3 separate regions of the Rattus norvegicus genome follow, and all the other regions are linked to region 1. Evidence: chromatin contacts called from public Hi-C data. All regions are on one chromosome and are shown on one strand. Each heading gives the region's core, a stretch centred on a gene start, on an enhancer-like site or on the middle of the called end of the contact. The rest is flanking DNA. Distances are from core to core; before and after follow the strand shown. Region 1 overlaps LOC102555869 (a long non-coding RNA gene). Region 2 has its middle 56 kb from the start of Gadd45g. Region 3 overlaps LOC120097809 (a long non-coding RNA gene).

The links. Hi-C and Micro-C count contacts between places; a contact is called where the count stands out from the background.
Region 2: a contact with region 1 is called in a Hi-C map of liver, with 4 times the contacts expected there. The contact joins two enhancer-like sites. A contact is called at or near these places in 3 of 12 Hi-C or Micro-C datasets (kidney and liver).
Region 3: a Hi-C map of liver shows a contact between it and region 1, with 6 times the contacts expected there. The contact joins two enhancer-like sites. A contact is called at or near these places in 3 of 12 Hi-C or Micro-C datasets (kidney and liver).

The regions. Positions count from the first base shown.
Region 1 is chr17:13,230,304-13,233,617 of GRCr8, forward strand. LOC102555869 (a long non-coding RNA gene) reads right to left here. Exons shown (of 4, transcript XR_010059393.1): 2 at 1,684-3,314. Among named protein-coding and RNA genes, the nearest start is that of Gadd45g, 300 kb to the right of the region's middle. Within about 2 kb of position 1,573, at least 6 of the 93 cell types and tissues checked have an H3K27ac peak or open chromatin away from gene starts, as enhancers often do. A contact at or near this core is called in liver, where this site is marked.
Region 2 is chr17:13,472,961-13,476,274 of GRCr8, forward strand. No RefSeq gene overlaps it. Among named protein-coding and RNA genes, the nearest start is that of Gadd45g, 56 kb to the right of the region's middle. Within about 2 kb of position 1,596, at least 17 of the 93 cell types and tissues checked have an H3K27ac peak or open chromatin away from gene starts, as enhancers often do. A contact at or near this core is called in liver, where this site is marked.
Region 3 is chr17:13,391,182-13,394,495 of GRCr8, forward strand. It overlaps LOC120097809 (a long non-coding RNA gene), which reads right to left. Exons shown (of 3, transcript XR_005495575.2): 3 at 1-3,314. Among named protein-coding and RNA genes, the nearest start is that of Gadd45g, 140 kb to the right of the region's middle. Within about 2 kb of position 1,805, at least 2 of the 93 cell types and tissues checked have an H3K27ac peak or open chromatin away from gene starts, as enhancers often do. A contact at or near this core is called in liver, where this site is marked.

The DNA of each region.
Region 1 (3,314 bases), core at 323-2,822:
ACCATGGGCTGTCTGGGAACTGTCCGTCTGTTTGGTCCTTGCCACCAAAGTCAGGCATGGTGGTACATGCTTTTAATCCCAGCATTCAGGAGGCAAAGGCAGATTGATCTTTATACACTTGAGGCCCATCTGGCCCACAGTGAGTTCTAAGTCAGCTAAGACTTTGAATCAAAAAAAAAAAAAAGAAGAAGAAGAAGAAGAAGAACAAACAGAACAATAACAAAACAAACCCTTCCAAGAACGTGAGTCCTTTCTGCGTTTATCCAGGGCTGGATCTCTCGTGCCTGGAAGAAAGAGCCCCAAATCCCATTCAGGCATCTTTCTTTTCCTTTAGGTATTTAAGCTTGTCCCAAAGACACACAGTCCAGGCTTCTCAGGATCTCCACTGTGGACCTGTAACTAGTGCCCCAGAGGCTTCGGCCCACCCCAATCCTTGCAAACACGTGCAGAGATGGACACTCCCATTCATCTGAGGCTTAGTCTAGGTCTGTAATTTCAATTTCCTGAAGAAGGAAAGAGGCCATGAGACCCTCAGTCTACCCTCTTGTGCATAGCTAAGGTCTACACCCATCCGATTAGCAGCCCAGCCATGCACTCTTCGGTGTGAGAGCCCTGTCAGCCAAGGGAGATGGAGCCTGAGAGGCTCTTTCTCTCAGCCAATTGAACTCCGAGACCCCTGCAGCTGCAGGTCCTGAGACATAGGACTCTTTAGCTCCATACCATGAATCTAGGGGTTTGTCGCTCTCCACTGACCCATCTCCCAAGGCCCCTGTAGTCTTGTACAAATCTCTGAAAGTTTGTGCCTGAGCCTGAAGGAGGCTGAGTAGTTCTGCCTGGACCTTGCAACTTGTTTTATTTCCAGTGCCGGGGATTGAACTCAGGACCTCATGCAGGTGCTCTAAGGCCATCCTCAGCACCTAAGAGCCACAGATGTAAAGGACAGAGGGACCCTGGGTAGAGCACAGCATCCCAGGTCATCATTTCCCTCTGGCTTCTGTTACTCTGACATCTGTACTTCTGGGTCTGACTCTCACCCTCATTATTTGGAGACCCAGCTTCCCCACATTTCCTCCAAGTCTCTCTGTAAGAGGAATGAACAGCACAAATCAGTAGGCCCACAGTGATAGGTCAGGAGATTGTGTGTCAGGTCTGCAAACAGTTTACTGATTTACATTCTGGGGTCTTTCAGGTCTCCTCTGAACACGTGTCGCTTTCACTTTGAGAAAGAAAACTGTACAGCCCGGCACCACTCAAGTTAAACCTTGTTAGGAAGCCCCAAGAGTACTCTAGGAGTGTGGGTCTTAAAGCCCCAAAGCCGGTGGAAGAACATGGGCTTCGAGCCAACAAAAATAGTACATTTTGCTATTTTAAGTCTTTCCCCCTTCTTCAGTATAGTGATGAGTGGTACTCAGATGAAGTTTTTGTTTACCAAAAGTTCCTCCCAGAATAGAAACTGCCCGCAATATTTTTCTTGGGGAGGACATTTAGTCGGCCATGGTGTTTAGAGCTAATGCTGCCTGTTCTACAAAGTAGAGCCTGGTGTCACCTCTGGACTCTGCCAGAGGAGGCAAGGACTTGGTTCCTAACCAACCTTGGGACTTTCAGCTCTCAGCTCTCTAGAATGCTTCAGTACCGCCTGGTCTAAGCGGGTGTTTTGTTTCTTTGGTTTGATTTGTTACTTACAGCTTGGGCAAACCGTCCGACTTCTTCCCTCCATGCTAGCAGAAGCCAGCAGAATGAGAATTACGACAGGGTCCCATGGCGAGGATAGAATTTCCAACAAGCCAGTCTTTGAGGAGGGTGACCCATCTAGAGATGACAAATGGTCAGTCCCAAAGGCAGCAGCTGGCCCCACTGTAAATCCAGGTTCAGGGTCCTTTAAAACACACACCTGTTGCAGGGGAGTCCCTGCAGCAAGCCCACAGCTGTGGGTGGCGTTTGCAGCCCGCCTATGTCAACACGCACGGTGGGGCTGGTCAAAGGGCTGCGTGCCTGCGTGCGAATCTGAGGACGAACGTGTTTTATGACAGCATCTGCTGCCCAGCAGAAAAACACTCCTTGTGATTTAATAGGATCGCTGCGAATCATAACAGCAAAACATTCATTTGGCAGAACCCACAGACTCTTACCCAGCTCTTGCCAGGTTTCTATGGTGATGATGTGCATTGTAAGTGCAGAACAAGCACTGATTCACGGTGTCCAGCAGAGGCGACAGTCTCCTCCACCCTCCTGCGTGCTTGCCACAGGCTGCAGTGGCTTCGATGCTAAAAGTGTACCCTGGAGTAAGATCTAGTCCCTTTGCATTCTCCATCCCCCGGAGAGGAGCAGATCATGCATGCAGATCAAAGCAAACAGAGATGCTAGCAGGGCATTGGGCTGGACCAAATAAATGGTACCATCTATCTGTTCAGCTGCCGCTGGTCTACGCTCACTGTTCTTATCCTTGCCCTTCTTATTAACGTTGTTGGGGAAGCATACCGAAGCTCATGGGTGGAGATCATAGGACAACCTCCGCTGGTCCTATTAAACCACACAGGGCCTTTTTGTCTGAGACACTCTTATTGTTCCCTGCTGCACATTCCAAGGCTAGCCGGCCCTCAAGCCTCTGTGGATTCTTGTCTTAGTTTCCCATCTCACCGTAAGAATGCTGGGCTCGCAGATGTGTGTGCTACCATGGTCATCTGGCCCCACCGAGGCACCTTCCAGTCCTGTTAGCATTTTTGCAAGGTTAATTTCCAGATGGAAAGCTGTACTAAGGAATTTGTTCTACAAGGGAATTTCAGACCCATTTCTATGTACGTTGTGATCCAGTCTAGGACAACCTTGCAAACAGGGTTAACAAATCCCTGCCAAGATCTGGTGTGAAACCATTCAGGTCTCATCTGCCACTTGCAAAATCCTGGGAAACCGGCTATTTTGTCTAGAAGAAGCAAGTGCTGGGCCAGCAGCAGACCCTGGTTAACAGCTCTGTTTTGGACACTATATGGCATCCCAGCCACGTGATGGGTTCTTAGCTTTGCTTCCAGGGCTTCCGTTGTGCGACAGCTACTATGGATTCTTCTTCTCTGTCACAGATGGGTCCTGTATAGCTTCCGGGTCATCCCCGGCCTCTGAAACATCCCTGGATACCTTTGAAATATCTAATCACCAACATGACTTTATTAATAATAACACTAAAAGACCCATTTTTTATTTTTAAAAAAAATGAAGTTCCTCTCTCTCTCCCTTATGCATTCTTAGCTCATCAGGGAAAAATGATTTTTAAACTGTTTATAAGCCATGCGGTTTACTTTGGCAGAGCTGTGTCTCAGAGC
Region 2 (3,314 bases), core at 346-2,845, 240 kb after region 1:
ACACGGGAGGTGCACGACAGACTTGGAAACTACCCACCTTTGGTAACATCCAGGCAGAAAACCCTCTGCCCTTGTCCATGCTTCCAGCCCTGGTAGGCCAGTGGCAACTTTGGGGAAGGGAGACAGGAAGTGGTGTCAAAGACCTGTGCTCCTGAGTATCCACAAGGCCCAGGGACACACCTGAAGGGGAACTTTGGAAGCTGCTTGTGACCCGAGGGGACAGGATGGGTACCCCTATCAGGTCCAGTGTTCCTTAAGGCTATTTCTGGGTGTAGTGTTGCGGGGGATCAGTCCTAGGCCTTTGGGATGTGAACCATCTCAAAAGGCTGCTCCAGGTCCTGTGCAGGGCTGGGGGCTGAGATGTGGCTCCCCGTGCAGTAAGTCATGGGTTGTATCCCCCCAACATATACTAACTGGCCATGCCAAAAGGTGGTCCATGCCTGTAATCCCAACACTTAGGAGTTGAGGCAAGACTAACCTACACAACAAATTTAACCCAGCCTAGGCTACACCAGACCCTGTCTCAAAAAGAACAAAAACAAACACAGAGTCCTGCTCAGGTCTTGTGTCTCCTCTCCACCCCCAGACCCCCGGTGCCCTTGGGTGCAAATCTGTGCGGTTCCAAGGATAAGAGGCACACATGTTTGGACATACGTGCAGTCTTAAGGCAGAGCCGTGAAGGCCTCGAGAGCTTGGGCCATACAGATGGTAATGCTCATTCTCTGCAGACAGGTTCCCCAGGTCTCCTCTTGTGACGATTGAAGAGCCAGGCGGGAGCAAAGGGTAGGTAGCAGTTCCGGTGACTTCTCAAAACTCGTGCACTCAGGGGTAAGGCACAGGAGAGGGGCCTGTGTATGTCCACACAGTGCCGGGGTATGGGGAAGTGGGGGAGACACAGTCCCTAGGGGACACTTTGCTCTGAAGTCCCCTAGGGACAGCTCAGAGCTCCTGTGTATCCGGCCTCAGCTACTGATCAGAGCATCGGGAGGAGTCTGAGGTCAGCAGTCACCCAGCTAAAACACATGGCAGAGCAGGACAATCTAAGACGGAGTGGGGCACCAAGAACTGCATGATTGTGCCCCCATGCAGTCCCGAGAGACGGGTAGACTGAGGGCAGTAGCTGGCAATAGGGACATGGCAGTTTTCCGTGCACAGGAGCCCAGACAGCAACACCTCCAACAGCAGCAGGACCCCAGGAGGACTTCCAGATGGCTAGTGTCAGCTGCCTCTGTTTTCCCTGAGGGCCTTCAGCAAAGCGACAGATGACAGTACTGTGTTGTGCAATGTGCTGGGCTTGTGGCCTCTGGGGTGGGGGGCCACAGTGCGCTTGGCCCAAACAGGGTACGCAGGTTTGTGCACAGTCAAGAGCCCTGAGCTGAGGGGGTGGGGGTGGGGGTGGGAGGTACTGATTGCCCCGGGCCTGTGTTTCACAACTCTCTCCTTTTGTTTTCAATTAGCAGAAGAGATGGCTGCCTCCTGCAGGGCCGCCAGCCAGAGGGGCTGTTTCCCTTCTTTTCCCCTATAGTATTTGTGCTCCACTTGTCCTAAGAAGAGGCCACTCCATAGACGGTTTGCTCACTCATTCCTGGCTGCCCTCCTGAATCTCGGTCACTCGGGCTCTGGCTCAGCTCTCCGTTGGCGGAAGCCCAGTGACACTCAAGGTTTGTCCCAGAGCCAGGCAGGAACCTCAGCATTTGCTGACCTTCAGATACGTGTGTGCCATTCTGAGAGCCCTTTCCCGGTGACAAATGTCAGGTTTAACATAACAGAACGAGAAATGAGAATCCTGGTGGCAAGAGGTTGTGCGGGCTGTGCGTGATTACACGGTGTTCTGCCTCAGAGAGTTGGGTGGAGACTGTACGAGGCTCTGCAGAAAACAAGGGAGCTGCCCTGTGTCTGTCTGCACATTCATGGCCAGGGGGACAGAAATCTGCAGAAGAAAGGTCTCTGTGGAAACATCCCTCCGGGGTTTCATCTTTGTGTGCTCCTTCTCCCCCCCACCCCATCGCCTGGGTGTGTCCCAAGTCCCTGTGTATCAGCTCTATCTGTGGAACGAACCCCTGAGCACAAAGCTCTCTGGCATGCATGGGAGAGCATATGGTGTCCGCACCACAGCAGCTGCTGGCAGATGACAAAAAGCACGTAAGATCTTTTCTGTGCCGTCCTGATGTCCAAGATGGAGCCATCAGGCAGGGCTCTGATGCCTTCAGGGCTCCTTGTCTTTGTCCCTGGGTATCAGGGTAGACACAGTAAAGGGACAATCTCCACCTCCGAGAGGTTTTTTTTTTTTTTTTTTTTTTTTTTAAACAGGACAAAGTTCTTTTTGCTCTGGTCACAGACATCATTACTAAATGCTAAAGGAAATCTTGGGAAAAAAAATAACCAATCAATGGAGTTGTACTGTTTCCTGGGGTGAGTTTCTGGTTTGTGGCCCCTCTTCTCCTCCTCTAGTCAGGTGACAGTGCAAGGGACAGGCTCTGATGAACCCTGGAGCTCTCTCTAGGTTGGGGAAGGTTGTGTGACCACTTAAGACCTCCTGACTGGTGCCCTACTGTGATATTCGGTTTCATTAAGCTGTAAATAAGAATCGTCCCTAAGCCTATGAAATGCATGGACCTAGCACAGAGAGCTCACACATGCCTTGGAGAAGTGAAGCATGCTGCAGTTTCTGTACCCTCTGTGGTGTGTGTGTGTGTGTGTGTGTGTGTGTGTGTGTGTGTGTGTGTGCTCTTATGTGTTTATGTGTGTATGTTCTTATGTGTGTGTTTATGTATATACTTTTATGTGTGTGTTTGTGTGTGTTTTTATGAGTGTATTTGTGGGGAGGGCGGTATGTGTGTGCACGTGTGTGTGCATGTATGCGCGTGTATGTGTACATGCACGTATGTGTGCGTACATGTATGTGGGTCGGTACATGTGAAGACTAGAGGTCAGCCTCAGGTGTCAGCGTTCTTCAAGCATTACCGGCCTGGTTTTTCTTTTGTTTGTTTGGCTTTGAGACAGGACCTTTCACTATCACGGAGCTCACCAAATAGGCCAAGCCTGCTGGCCACCAAGCCGCAGCATCCTGCCTACGTCTACTTCTGCCTCCCCAGCTCCCGGACTCTAAGCCTGCACCACCACGCCCAGCGTTCCATATGGATGGTTAGAACTGAACCCGGGTCCCCACGGTTCCAGGCAAGCACTGTGCTGGCTGCAGCATTTCCCCGCCTCCTTCCGTGATTTCAATAATTTCTTTTTTTTTTTTTTTTTTGTTCTTTTTTTTCGGAGCTGGGGACCGAACCCAGGGCCTTGATTTCAATAATTTCTAGTCA
Region 3 (3,314 bases), core at 555-3,054, 160 kb after region 1:
AAGGCTTAACTGAAGGAAGGTTCTAGTTAAGTAGCTATGAGGAAGCCATCACCCATGCCAGGGTAGAACTTTTGGATGAAGAAATGTTCAGAGGTCTCCGTATTCCTGTAAATAACCCCTCACCCGAGCTCCTAGAAGTAACCTAAATAAGTCCAGCAGTTCAACAACCTGGGTGTGGATGTCGTTCTTCCCCCCACACCCCCATCTGGGTTGAATAAACATTTGTTCAAGTGTCTGTAGAAATAGTTACCACAGTACACGTCTAGAATGTCAAGGCAAGGGGCTGGTGCAGGAAGCACAACACCTGCTTCCTGCACTGTCAAAGTCCACAGATCTCACGGGTCTTAGATGATGTATCAAAAGGCTGACCCCAAACCCAAGCACACACCTTAGTGTGTAAATGGCGAGTGTCCGCACATCAAAGCCATGGTCCAAAAAGAGCTAAAACATGCCCTTTCTAAGAAGCTGTCTTCCCCACAAAACAAATGTTTTTTCTTACGTAAGACTTCCATTCAAAGAGTCACTTGAGGACGTTGGCCAGCTGTTTGCCAAGACCAAGCCGTGTGGTCTGAGGCTGGGGTTCCTCTGCACCTCCATATTCCTAGACATGGGGTTTGGGGTGCTTAGAACAAACACAAAAACTCGCTTGCACAGTTCTGTGGTGATGAAACCAGTCAGATGTGTAAGGCATGTTGCAGAAACACCCGGGCATGCATTCATGACAGCATCCCCAAGCTAGGAGTTCGGCTCAGTCAGCAGAGGACCCAGAGACAAATGCACATCGTGTTTGGTTTGTTGCCTGTTGGCAGAGAGCTGGGGAGGAAGAGCATCGGATGAGCGTGGTGACTCGCCAGCTCCATAGAGACAGGTTAGGTGAGGACTGCAACGGGACCAGCTGTCTCTAAACATTTCCGTGAGCCCTGGAGCCGGTGTCACCAAGGAGACACGTTTGATCTTAAAAAGACATAAGAGAGTCATCGAGGGTCTAGGGAAGTGAACCATCTGCTGGGCAAGTGTGAAGACCGGAACTGATGTCCCTAGAACCTTCACACAAGTAGATGCGGCAACACAGATGTCTGGGACTCCAGTGCTGGGGGAATGGAGCCGGCGACCTCTGAAGCTCGGTGGCCAGCTGGTATTGCAGAATCTGTGGGTGTCGGGTGCACTGACAGAACCTGTCTCAGAACACGTGTGTGTAGAGACAGCAAGGTGGCTGACTCAGTAGGTTAAAGTCTAATGACCTGAGTTCAGTCTCCAGAACCCACGTGGTAAGAGAAAACTGAAATCCCCTGCATGTCCTGGTACACACACACACACACACACACACACACACACACACACACACACACGCACACATATCTGTGGCCATCATACCTGCACCAGCCGAGGGGACCCCAGCACCTAAATACATGTTTGCTGCTTGAGGCACTGGGCAGAAGCAGGGCCCAGGACCTATGGGGAGCCTCAGACAGATATTGATATTGATGAATATAGATATAGGGCCTGTGGAAGAAAATCCAGTCACAAGCCTGACCACAGACACCAAAGCCACTAGCAAAGGGCACTTCAGAGATCTTAATTGGAGAACAAAGTGGAGCACGGTGTGGCCCTTACGGTTCCGGAACTGGTGGCATTGTGTACTCTCCCATACTTGCCCCTGCAGACAATTACTTTTGTTTTGGGAGCCTTAAGAAAACTGGGCTAGAAAGAAACCAAACACTCATTAATCTTGGTCTAGCATGATGCAAAAATCAATACATACCACAAGATTACCCAACTCTGGATCAGCCATCAGCCTCAGGGCCTGGTAGTTACTGTCTTTCTGATAGCTGTGAGAAAGTGGCTGTCAACAGCCTGTCCCTGGCACCCACTCCTTCACACAGCCCTCCAGTCACTCAGCCATGTCCTCTTGCTTTTGAACCCATGAGCAACCTCCAGATAGCTCCCCATACCTCAGACACAGTGGCCCAAAAAACCATCTTAAACCGTCAGCCCATTTCTCCAGAAACCTAGCTAGCTCTTTAGATTCATTGCATGCGCTGCCCAGTTCTTTTATCAACTTGAGATAGCTGGAGTCGCTTAGAAGAGGGTACCTCCATTGAGAATATGTTCCCACCAGATTGATCTATGGGCTAGCCTGTGGTACATTTTCTTATGATTGATAGGAAAGGGCCCAGCTCAGTGTAGGTGCGCAATCCTGGGCTAGAGGTGCTAGGTGCTGTAAGAAAGCAGGCAGAGAAAGTCAAGGGGAAAGAAACCAGTGTCACTCCTCCATGATCTCTGCCTCCAAGTTCCTGCCCTGACATCCCTTAAGGATGCCCTAGGAGTATAAGCTAAATAAACCCTTTCTTCCCCAAGTTGCTTTCGGTCGCAATGTTTTATCAGAGCAATAGAAACCCTGAAGACAGAAATCACTCCCAGAGAGTGTGTCAAGCCTGCCCGTGTCTATTCAGAAGGATTGAGGCCATATAATACCTCCCACTCTGAGGAACTGATATGATCTCTCTCACTAAGGAGAGAGAGAGAGAGAGAGAGAGAGAGAGAGAGAGAGAGAGAGAGAGTATTTTACGGTAATTGTCTGGTCAAGAGACCGGCTCCTGCAGAAGTGGGGAAAGGGCAGACAGCTCTGGGTCTCTCTTTGAGTATCATGATAACCTTCACTGCAGAAAGGGTAAACAGTAATTGAGTTGCTGCTGTGTAAACAGGGTGCTGTGATTTGTCTTATTTGGAGATGATTTCCTCTCGGTATCGAGCCGTCTTTGGCTACTCAAGTGAAGAAAGAGAAGCAGGAAAAGCGGTGACTGTTAGCACAAACAAGGGATGCTGCTTCTGTAGGGAACATGTCACTCAGAGAGGCTGCAAACGGCAGGTATAGGGAGCCAAGAATTTAGAGGGGTGTGTGTGTGTGTGTGTGTGTGTGTGTATGTGTATGTGTATGTGTATGTGTGTGTATGGTGTGTATGTGTGTGTATATGTGTGTGTATGTATGTGTCTATGTGTGTGTGTGTGTAGGTGTGTGTGTAGGTGTATGTGTATGTATATCTATGTATGTATATATGTATGTGTGTATGGTGCGTGTGTGTATGTGTATGTGCCTATGTGTATGTATGTATATCTATGTATCTGTATATGTGTGTGTATGGTATGTGTGTATGTGTGTGTATACGTGTGTATATATGTTTGTGTGTGTCTATGTATATACGTGTATATATATGTGTGTCTATGTGTGTGTGTGTATGTGTGTGTATGTATATCTATGTATGAGTATATGTGTGTGTATGGTGTGTGTGTGTATGTGTGTATGTGTATATGTA